2 separate regions of the Capra hircus genome follow, and region 1 is linked to region 2. Evidence: chromatin contacts called from public Hi-C data. All regions are on one chromosome and are shown on one strand. The core of a region is the stretch at or near the end of the contact, and the rest is flanking DNA. Distances in the headings are between cores, read along the strand shown. Region 1 overlaps CCND3 (G1/S-specific cyclin-D3). Region 2 holds the start of CCND3 (G1/S-specific cyclin-D3).

The links. Hi-C and Micro-C count contacts between places; a contact is called where the count stands out from the background.
Region 1: a Hi-C map of blood shows a contact between it and region 2, with 3 times the contacts expected there. The contact joins the enhancer-like site here to the promoter of CCND3 in region 2. A contact is called at or near these places in 2 of 5 Hi-C or Micro-C datasets (both in blood).

The regions. Positions count from the first base shown.
Region 1 is chr23:33,102,877-33,107,759 of ARS1.2, reverse strand. CCND3 (G1/S-specific cyclin-D3) reads right to left here. Exons shown (of 5, transcript XM_005696305.3): 3 at 2,580-2,739; 4 at 1,924-2,060; 5 at 298-1,450. The coding sequence ends at 1,283. Among named protein-coding and RNA genes, the nearest start is that of BYSL, 13 kb to the left of the region's middle. Within about 2 kb of position 1,904, at least 2 of the 5 cell types and tissues checked have an H3K27ac peak or open chromatin away from gene starts, as enhancers often do.
Region 2 is chr23:33,009,088-33,014,066 of ARS1.2, reverse strand. CCND3 (G1/S-specific cyclin-D3) reads right to left here and starts at 1,648. Exons shown (of 5, transcript XM_005696305.3): 1 at 1,320-1,648. It overlaps TAF8 (transcription initiation factor TFIID subunit 8), which reads left to right and starts at 2,731. Exons shown (of 9, transcript XM_018039056.1): 1 at 2,731-2,800; 2 at 3,568-3,724. The coding sequence starts at 2,756.

The DNA of each region.
Region 1 (4,883 bases), core at 655-3,154, 93 kb before region 2:
AAGTATGTGAGTATTGTGCTTCAGGCCCCATTTTCCCCCATAAGCCATGTGGCCTTAATTGTGCAGTTTTGCATAGTGCAGTGCTTTTTAGAAATGTGCACATCAGGTTCTACAGCAGAACTTCGGATAACACAGGCAGAAGCCACATGGCCCACAAAGCCTGAAGTGTCTGCTCTGGCCCAAGACAGAAAAGGTGGGACGACTCCTGCTCCAGACATTGATTTCTGTCCTCTTTTACCCCATGCAGTCTAGAAATAGGCTTTCCCACAGACTGCCCTCTAATCCAAGAAGCCAAAGTCAGTTTTATTCTAGAAACTTTATTATAAAGGTAGCATGATGGTCCTCAGCCACCAGCCTGGACCTTGTGGCCTCAGGAAAGACCTGTGTTAACAGGGCCTGCCTCCCTCTCTGGACAGGGGGCTTGGTCATCACCAGGTCATCCCCTGCTTCATTCTGCAACGCCCCCTGCTCCTGGAGGATGGGGCAGAGGGCCAAAGGGAGAGGAGGGTATGGCCCCACTCCAGGCATAGCAGCTCCTTGGCCACAAAGATCCTCTAGCAAGTAGCAGAGGGGAGGAATACAGCAACCACCAGGGTTACCACCCCTGTGGCGGGGGGAGAAGGGCCCCACCACACCCTCATACAGTTGTACTCAAAGTAATTAATAAATTAAATCAACTTCCTTATGCACTGACACCCCCCTCCCCCCAATCACACAGGAGAAGCTGAGCAGAAAGCAAAGCAAGGAGGTTGGTTCCTGCCCCTGGACGGTGGCCGGGGCCCCTCCTAGAGTAGCTAGGATTATGCAGGGCCTCCAAGTGCTTGGAGAGGGATGTCCACTCTTGCCCCTAATGTGTAACTAGAACATCCGAGGCTGCTTCAGAAAGATCCCAATCCAAATGCAGTAATTAGGGAATCCCCTGGCGGTCCAGTGGTTAGGACTCCGAGCTTTCTCTGCCAGAGGCTTGGGTTCAGTTTTGGCAGTTGAGAGCCCCAGAGATAAGGGAGCCCCTAGAAAGGAATGCTGGTACATGTATTACACCTCAATGTCACTGGCTGGATGCAGGCAGGAGGAGGAGCCGGACTGGCCCCCAGCCGTGGCCGGCCAGGCCCCTTAGTGCACACTGCAGGGTTAGGTAGGACCTGACCCCTCTGGCTGGTGAGGGGCAAGGGGAAGGAGCCCCCTCAGGCTTCAACTGTGGCATGATTCCATTCCTGCGGCCAGGGAGGGGGGTGACAAGGTCCCCTCCTGCTGTCAGCAGCCACTCGGGGCCTCTCCAGGGCTACAGGTGGATGGCCGTGACGTCTGTGGGAGTGCTGGTCTGGCTGGGCCCCTGGCTGCTGGAGCCCCTGGGGGCTTTGGGTGCTGGGCTGGGAGAGGTCTGGGCGGCTTCCCTGAGGCTCTCCCTGAGGGCAGCTTCAATCTGCTCCTGACAGGCTCGCAGGCAGTCCTGGGGACAAGGGGGAGTGGTGAGGAAGGCCCGCTTCCCACCCCGCTTCCCGTCCTCCACCAGCATCTGCCAGCAGGTACAGGAGGACACCTCCCAACACAGGGAAGTCTGGGAAGGTTAGGCCACAGCCCAACCCCAGGAATCAGCCTTCAGTTCTCAGAAACTGGCAAGAGGATGTGGCAAGAGGGTGTGAGAGGGCCTGACATCTGACACCGAACCCCCCACCCCCACTCCTGCATACTGCTCGGCAAGGAAAGGGTACCCAGGGGCAGTGCCTTTCGGCCCACCCGCAGCACTTGCTCTTCTCCAGACCAAGGCAGGAGATAAAAGACCACAGAAGCCGCAAAGGTGGGGCACTTGAAACCTGGAGTGGAGACCAGGTTGGGAGTGGTCCACAGCACCCTCTGCTGGAAGCTCAGGGGAAAGTGCTACCTCGTGAGCTGAGGCCATTTGCCCAGCTGCCCAGCACTCACCACTTCAGTGCCTGTGATCCCTGCCAGCAGCTCTGTGAGCTCGTCCCCAGACGTGGAGCAGGCACCCAGGCCTTGCACTGCAGCTCCGATGCTGCCTGTGGCAATCATGGATGGTGGGTACATGGCAAAAGTGTAGTCTAGGAAAGAGAAAAGGGACCATGAGACAAAGGGATCATGAATACCAGCGTGTACCTTCTATTTCCCAGGAAGTGCCAGGCTGTATGAATAGAGCACGGGTATACTGGGACACCCCAGCAGTGCGTGGTATAAGAACAGCTGGGGAGAGGGTCAGGGTAGTAAGTGATCCAGGCCAGGAACCAGAGAGTGAATGGGTCTCTTCCTGGTATGGACACAAAATTAAGGTTAAGAGACCTGGGTTCTTGGCCTGGCTTAGTCACTGAGACAGCCTGGGCAAGTCACTTCTCTCTAAGCCCTTGGTGTCCCCAGCTACATACTCGGGTGGGAGGTGGGGGTGGGGGGCTGCAGCATCTCTGAGATCCCAGACAGCTCTGCTGCTTTCTTGTGTTGATACTGGGGGCTCAGAGGATAGAATTTTCACAAATTTTGAAGTTATAAACCGAACCTCCTAGTTCTCTCTCACCTTTCCAAGTCTTCTGATTTCCCTGGCTTGGCACATGTGTGTGTGGGACTCTTACCTGTAGCACAGAGGGCCAAAAAGGTCTGGGCATGCTTCTTGACCAAGGCTTGTCGGTCGCGGGGCAGAGAGAGCCGGTGCAGAATCAGGGCCAGGAAATCGTGGGCAATCACTGCGGCCAGGTCCCACTTGAGCTTCCCCAAGACCAGCACCTCCCAATCCTGGAGGCAGAGGAAGAGGGCGGGGTCAGTGGCTGAAGAAGGGAAGGGGAGGAAGTAAAGTGGAAGTCTCACAGGGAACAAAGCACATCACACTTAAAGGTCAAGACTCCAGGTCTGCTTTTGAACTTCAGGACTGGCACTGTGGAATGGGGAGTCCAGGGCGGGGAACAGCTAGGGGCACTTGCTTTGAGCATCTATTGTTCAACTTCCTAGATGCCAGAACTACATGCTTTACATAAACTGCCTCTTTTAATCCTGCTGGGTTATCTTTTGGGGGGTCCAACTGTCCAGGCCTTCTCTCAACTTCTGCAAGGCTCTGAGCAGGCCTCCAGTCATAGCTGAAAGAAAAGTCTGCAGACCACCATCACCAGGAACTAGAGGCTCTTCTGGTGTGAAGCAGAAAGACTCTCCATAATCTCAAGGATTTGCGCAAGGGGAGATTACTAGCCTCTCCCCCAACTCAGCATGCCCACCAAGTCCACACCTCTTGAAGGAACTGGGGTTAGCGTGAGGCCCTTTCTCCTCTGACACAGCCCCTGAGCCAACCCCAAGGTTCCTCAAAGTGGAGGTTGCCCAACCCAACCCACATCCCCTTGGGGGGACACTGGGGTGGGGGGCTGAAATAGAGCACCCCACTCCACCTCTCTGGCTGAAACCCAGTGCTTAGTGTCATTTGAGTCTCAGGGGGAGAAGTGGAGGTCAAGGCAGACAGGATGGGTCCAGGTGATGATCCCTGAGGGACCAAACCATCTCTCCGTCAGTCCCAGCCTCCCTACTACTGCTGGGTCCTGGAAGGAGACTGGGAGCCCCACCCAGTCCACTCCTCTGGGGTTCCCAGCCCTGGCCCTATTTCTGAGTTGCACACAGGAGGATTTCTTCATTGTCTTATCTCAGGAAGGAACTCACGGGTTTAACCCTTAGTGGGGTAGAAATGGCAACCCCACCCAATCTCTTTTCGGCCCTCTGTCACAGCTGCCCCTCTCCTGGCCCCCACCTAGGTGTCATGATCTTCAGCCTCTCACAAAGCCTCACAGAAATCAGCCTGGCCTGGAGACAGAAGAAGTTGAGCAGAGAAGTTAGCATTCTACTCCCCGTGCTTATTCCAGGGGTCAAACTCCTAACTCAGAAGTCAACAAAAAGCATCCAGGATCCAAGGAAACATCTGGAAGGCAGCTTGGAGTGGGGACGCATAGGGTCCTGCGTAGGGGGAGGGTGGCCACCTTACCCTCCATCTGGGCAGAATATCTCCTGAGAATCTCAGTCCTCACTTGACAGAGAACACACCCCTAGCAGCTTCCATCACAACCCTAACCTGAGGCCACCTGAGGCCTCGAACACACCACCCTCCGTGCAGCACCGAGCCAGGACCCTTCCTTCCTCCTCTGGGCCCCCACCTTCTTTGTGGCACAAGGATTATTTGGACTGACCGGAGCTCTCTGATGTCCCTTCCAACTCTGACCTTCTAGGAAGTCATCGATCGGCACGCTCCACCCCCAGCTCAGGCAGGGGAAGTGGGAGGAGAGGACTTTTGGCCTGTTCTGAAAAACTGCCCTCACATAAAGGCACACATCCCATGCTCATCTTTTCACAAAAATGAAGTCCCCTTCCACCAGCCCAAACTCCTTCAGAAACATCTTGCTCTCTATCCCTGGAAACCAGCTCCACCTTCAGACTTGCCCAAAACTACCAGATTCATCACAAAGAGCTGTGGAGCCTCCCAGATTCCCAGCTCTGGCCTCCTACTCCCATATCCGAGAGCTACTTGGCAGGAAGAGGAATCCCGTTCCCCGACAAGCAGCACTCAGGGGCCCCAGTACCCTGGCTTTCCTGGCCAGCCAATCACAGCAGCCAGCACGCTGCCCTCCTCCCCGGGAGATGGGGCCCAGAGACGCCTCTCGGGTCAAGAGAAGACTCGACTGCTGTAGAGCAAGGTGGAGGAAGGTGCCAGCTCACCCCTCTCCCCTGGGTCCCCCGAGAGATGATCTGCACGCTCCCAAATAACCTCTTCCAAATCCAAGCAACTCCCCACCTCCTCTCCAGGCTCAGTGGGGAAAGAGAACCATGACTCCCCTGCCCTGCCTCGGGAAGAGCCCAGCCCAAGTTCCCAGCAAGAGGCCCAGGGAGCCACTTCCCAAACCACAGGA
Region 2 (4,979 bases), core at 399-2,898:
GAATCCTCAGAGATGCTTTTGATCCCGAATTCCTGGGGAGTAGAAGCTCTGACTTGTTTGCCATTATGTCCCCACTATTTAGCCTGTGCAGATAGTGTGGTCTCAGCAGACAACTGAATGAATTCATAAATTGTTGTGTCAGCCATCTCTCAAGTGAGCCTGGGAATTGAAAATGCAGGAAAACAATGGCAGATCCACTTCTTTTCACTCACATCTAGTGCCAAGGAGAACTGAGCTGGGGGCTTAGATTTGTTACAGGAAACAGTCTTAGCATCCAGGGCTGGGGGGTGGGTACCCCAGCATTGTGTGGACTCTCCCTGCTGCACCTACTTGGGAATTTCTGGGGTCCTGGGAACCAGCCCAGAAACATGCCTTTCCCAGAATCCATCCTGTTCATTCCTATCTCTTCTTCGTGTCTAGACAGCAGGGTTAAAGAGAGCAGCAGCTGTTTCTGTGTCCCCATTGTTTCCCAATGCCCAACCCAACAGTCAGGGTTCAGTCCAGCTCTGTAGAATGAGTAAGTTGCCCACAAAGACCCCACCACTTTTCTGCCTGCTGACTTTCCATCATTGAGAACCCAACTTAAATGTCCTCTTCTCTCTGAAGCCTTCCCAGCCACCCCAACTTGGCACCTGGTCTCTGTTGTTCTATGACTCAGGCGAGATCACTGTGGATGAATAACACCTTTGTACCCTCAGCATCCCAGCCAAACCCCAGACACACAGTAGGTGCTCAATCAATGTTTGCAGATAAATACATTAAGGCTCCCTCAGTAACAGCAACCAATGTCTTCAGTTACTCCTCTTGTTGACACATTAAAAGACACAGAAGAGGCTAGAGCCATCACTTGTCGGTAGATGCCATCTACCCATCAGACACTAGAGAGACCACCATTGCGAGACCCCTCTTTGCCGTCGTGTCTTCCAACCTGCTCCCCCGGCCCCGGTTGGCAGAAGGACCCCAAGGCTCCCTGCCCACCCTCTGCCCTCCCTCCGCCTCCCAGTTCATCTCTGAGGTATGCAGAACGACAACAGAAAGCCCAGTGAGGTCACTGGGCTTCCAGTTCAGCTTGGAGTGGGACTGTGTGGACACAGAGAAAGCAGAGAGCTTTGGGGGGGCTTCTCTGCCCTTCAGCCACGTGCAACTCAGAGAGAAAGTGAGTTGAGCTTTGAGAGACAACGGGAGGTGATGAGACGCAGTGACCTCTCTAACCACCGCCCCCCATCCCCGATCCCCCGCCAGTCTCAGCTTGGAGGTTCCAGGAAAGCAGGGTGTCGCTGACACCCATCTATCTTGGTTTCTCCAGCCCTCAAGCCTACCTTCTCGGCAGGTGAGCCCCCCGGAGCATCGACCGTGGCCGCACACACTCTCTCCCGCCGCCTCTGGCTTCTGTCTCTGGGGAGGTGTGTGTTGGGGGGGGGTCGCCACCTCCAGCCTCGGGGAGGGGCGTGCACCCCTCCCCCAGGCGCCCAAACAGAACCAGCCTCCGCTGCCGCAGACGCGGCGTGTTTACAAAGTCGGCGCCTCGCCGCGAATCCCGAGTTTAAAGCTGGGCAGGAAGTGGGGAAGAGGGGGCGGGGGAGACAAAGCGGCTGGGTGCTCCGCTCAGCGAAGGTCTGGGCCCCGACTCCTCCCGGCGGTTCGCCGGGCGCCGCGATCCTGGCCCTCAGACGCCGCCCCACGCGTGCCACGCGCCCCAGGTGAGGGGGTGATGGGGGTGCCCCCCAGGCACAAGTGCTCCCGGCGGGCAGGCGCTGCGCAGGATTCCAGTCATCGGCCTCTGAGCATTTTCCACTCATCCGTTCGCCACGCAGGAAATAAACATTAGGCGCTGTTTCTTGACCTCTTACTCTTAAGTCTGCACATGATAGACCCTTCGTCTGTATTAGCTCACCCCCAACCCCTATCCATCTCATCCCATCCTAGTTTTACAAGAGAGGAAACAGGCACAGTGAAGTCAGGCAATGTATCCGAAGACCCAGAGCTAGCGAGTTCTGAGGTTCAAATCCAGCCTCTGCGTCCTGCCAGACACCCGCAAACGGGGCGGTGCAGGGAAGACCCCCGCCCCCTCATCCGAAGGGGGCTGACCCGCGAGCGAACCACAGAAAACCACAGGCACCGCGTGGACGCAACGGCCTGGGAGGGAGACCGGCGAGCGACAGCCTCCAGCCAGCGGCGCCTTCAGGCTCGCCCGCAAACGCCTGCAGATTCAGACAGGGCGAGAGGGCAGCGTGATGCACCGGAACACCAGAACTGGGTGGCTGTGAAGCTCTAGTTCCAAGTGGGGCTGCGGGGACCCCAGCAGAAAACAGGGTTTCCCTTCAGATTTCCCGCTCATAAGAATCACCTGGAGACTTAAGAATACAGGTTCCCGGGCCCCTCTCCTAGAGAGCAAATCATGGGGACCCAGCAGAACCCCACACAACCATCCAGGAAAGTTCGGAGCGTCCCAGGGATGTGCTTTTCATGGAAAAGCGATTTCATTTAAAAAAAGGTGTGAAACCGTGGGCTCATTTTCCGGGGCAAACTTCCGGGGCTAACTGAACCCACCGCTCACAAAAGGTCACGTGAGCCGGGGTTGGAGTGGGGGGTCACCCTGCGGACCTCGCAAGGCCTCGGAAAGCTCCGCCCGGCGCGCTTCGCCCCGCCCGTGGCTCCCGCCCCGCCCCGCCCCGCCCCCTGCTCCCGCCCCGCCCCGCCCCTTGACTACAAGTCCCGTCGTGCCCCGCACTCGCGCACATTACGCCAGGGCAAGATGGCCGACGCGGCGGCCACTGCCGGGGCTGCGGGCTCCGGAACGGTAAGGGCGGGAGGCAGGCGCGGGGCCGGAGCCGAGAAAGTCGGGGCATTCCCGACTTTCCCCCTATCCGGGCTACGAGCCCATACCCAGAAACCCAGCTGCACCCGGAACCCTGCGTGGAGGAGGGTCTTTCAGGCCGTACGTGACTGCCACCCCCCGCCCCCCCCTCCGCCATTCTCGAGACTTGGCGGCGGCCTCCGGAGTCGGTGGACCTGTGTACTGATTGGCCTGTTCTTTGTTGGGGGGGGGGGTTGGGAACCCGGAACAGCTCCTGATTGGTCCACTGAGGCCGTTTTCACCTTCTTATTGGCCCGCTAAAGTTGGGGAGGGATTCGCATTTCAAAATAATTTAGGTTTCCTACTTTTTCTGTCCTCTTAGCTTCATGTGTTGTTTGTTGCTTTGACTCTCCTCGTTAGTGAAATGGTATGGAGATGGGAAGAACAAGAGAGAAAGATCACTTTTTTTCTGGGAGATGGGCACGAGTTCCAATCCCATCATGCATGTTTCTTCAGCTATATATTCTGAAAATCTGCTAAAATAGAAAAAACAGCCGCTTTGTGTTATGAAATTGTTAAGTGTTAGGTAGGCAGAAAGGTTGTCTCCGAATTTAGAGCCCCTAGGATGCTCATTTACTGTTCATTGGCCAAGAGTACCGGTAAGTATTTAGCAAAAGAACCTTTGCTTGCCAGTGACAGTATGTGAGCTCTAATTGCATCATTGTCCAGTGAATAAAAATGTTCTCTGTTTCTGGGCTGCTGATTCACAGAGATCAGGAAGTAAACAGTCCACTAACCCTGCTGATAACTACCATCTGGCCCGGAGGCGAACCCTGCAAGTGGTTGTGAGCTCCCTGCTGACAGAGGCAGGCTTTGAGAGTGCTGAGAAAGCATCTGTGGAAACATTGACAGAGATGCTGCAGAGCTGTACGTACCGGGAAACAATAGGAAACAGTAGGCCTTCTTCCAGTCAAACATCTGTTCTGTGTCCTGCATCATGATAGTGTTGAAAAGGTTTAAGAAAAGGAAGGACATTGTTAAGCGACTAACAGGCTTTAGAATAAGATAGACCTGGGTGTAAGTTCTCACTCTGCCACTTAATAGCTTGGGTCAACCACTAAACTTCCTGAACCTCAATTTCCTTATTTGTGAAAAGGGGTAATAATTTGCACACTTTGGAGTTTTGAGTATAATTGAGATATATATGTAAAACAGTCAAAGCTGAAAATGTAAGCCCTCAATGACTTGTAGGTGTGTTATTATTACTTTTTGTTCTCTATGCTCAAAGAATTTACACTTTTATTGGAGAGTCAGGATTAAGTCCCATGAAATAGATGCCACACATTATATAATCAAATGCTATATTATGTGATACAAAGAGTGAGGGAGGATAAGTTTTAGAAAATGGAAAATAAAAACCACCACTGCTTTTAAAAGGAAGTATCTTAAGATTTAGGAGCCTGGAATGGTCTCACGCAGGCTTGTGCATAATCAATGTATTTCCCTCTTTGGGCCTTGGGTAGGGAAGGGAAGGATGAGATGAGGGATTGGGCATTAAGGTGTTTTGGGAGGAATCAGCCCTGTGAATGGGAGTGAGAGAAAGGTTTAGGCAGAGAGGGAAAAGTTGAAACAAAGAATTGGCCAGCTCAGCAGGGAACCCTGGAGGGATTATTGCCCATCAGAGTTTCTGACATCAGGTCCCCAAAGCCCTGCCTTTGCAGTCTTGATCAGTCATGGATGTGGGCTGCTCCAGGAAGGGTGTGATCTGGGGTGAGATGACTCTCTGCAGCTGATGTTTGGGACTTCAAACTACCAAATGTTTTCCTAAAGCAGCTATCTCAAACCCCTTTAGATTCTTAAATATTGAGGGTCCTAAGGAATTTTGTATACATGGGCTTTTTTTTTAATGATACGCTCTTTTTTTAAAAAAAAAAATAAGCTCTTTTGGAGGCGAGGGGCTGCTCTAGGTCTTTGTTGCTGTGTGCAGGCTTCCTGCAGATGCAGCGAGCAGGGACTACTCTAGTTGCAGTGCACAGGCTTCTCATTGCAGTGGCGTCTCTTGTTGCAGAGCACAGGCCCTAGGGTGCACGGGCTTCAGTCGTTGCAGAGTGTGGACTCGGTAGCTGTGGTACATGGACTTACTTGCCCTGCGGCATGTGGAATTTTCCTAGACCAGGGATTG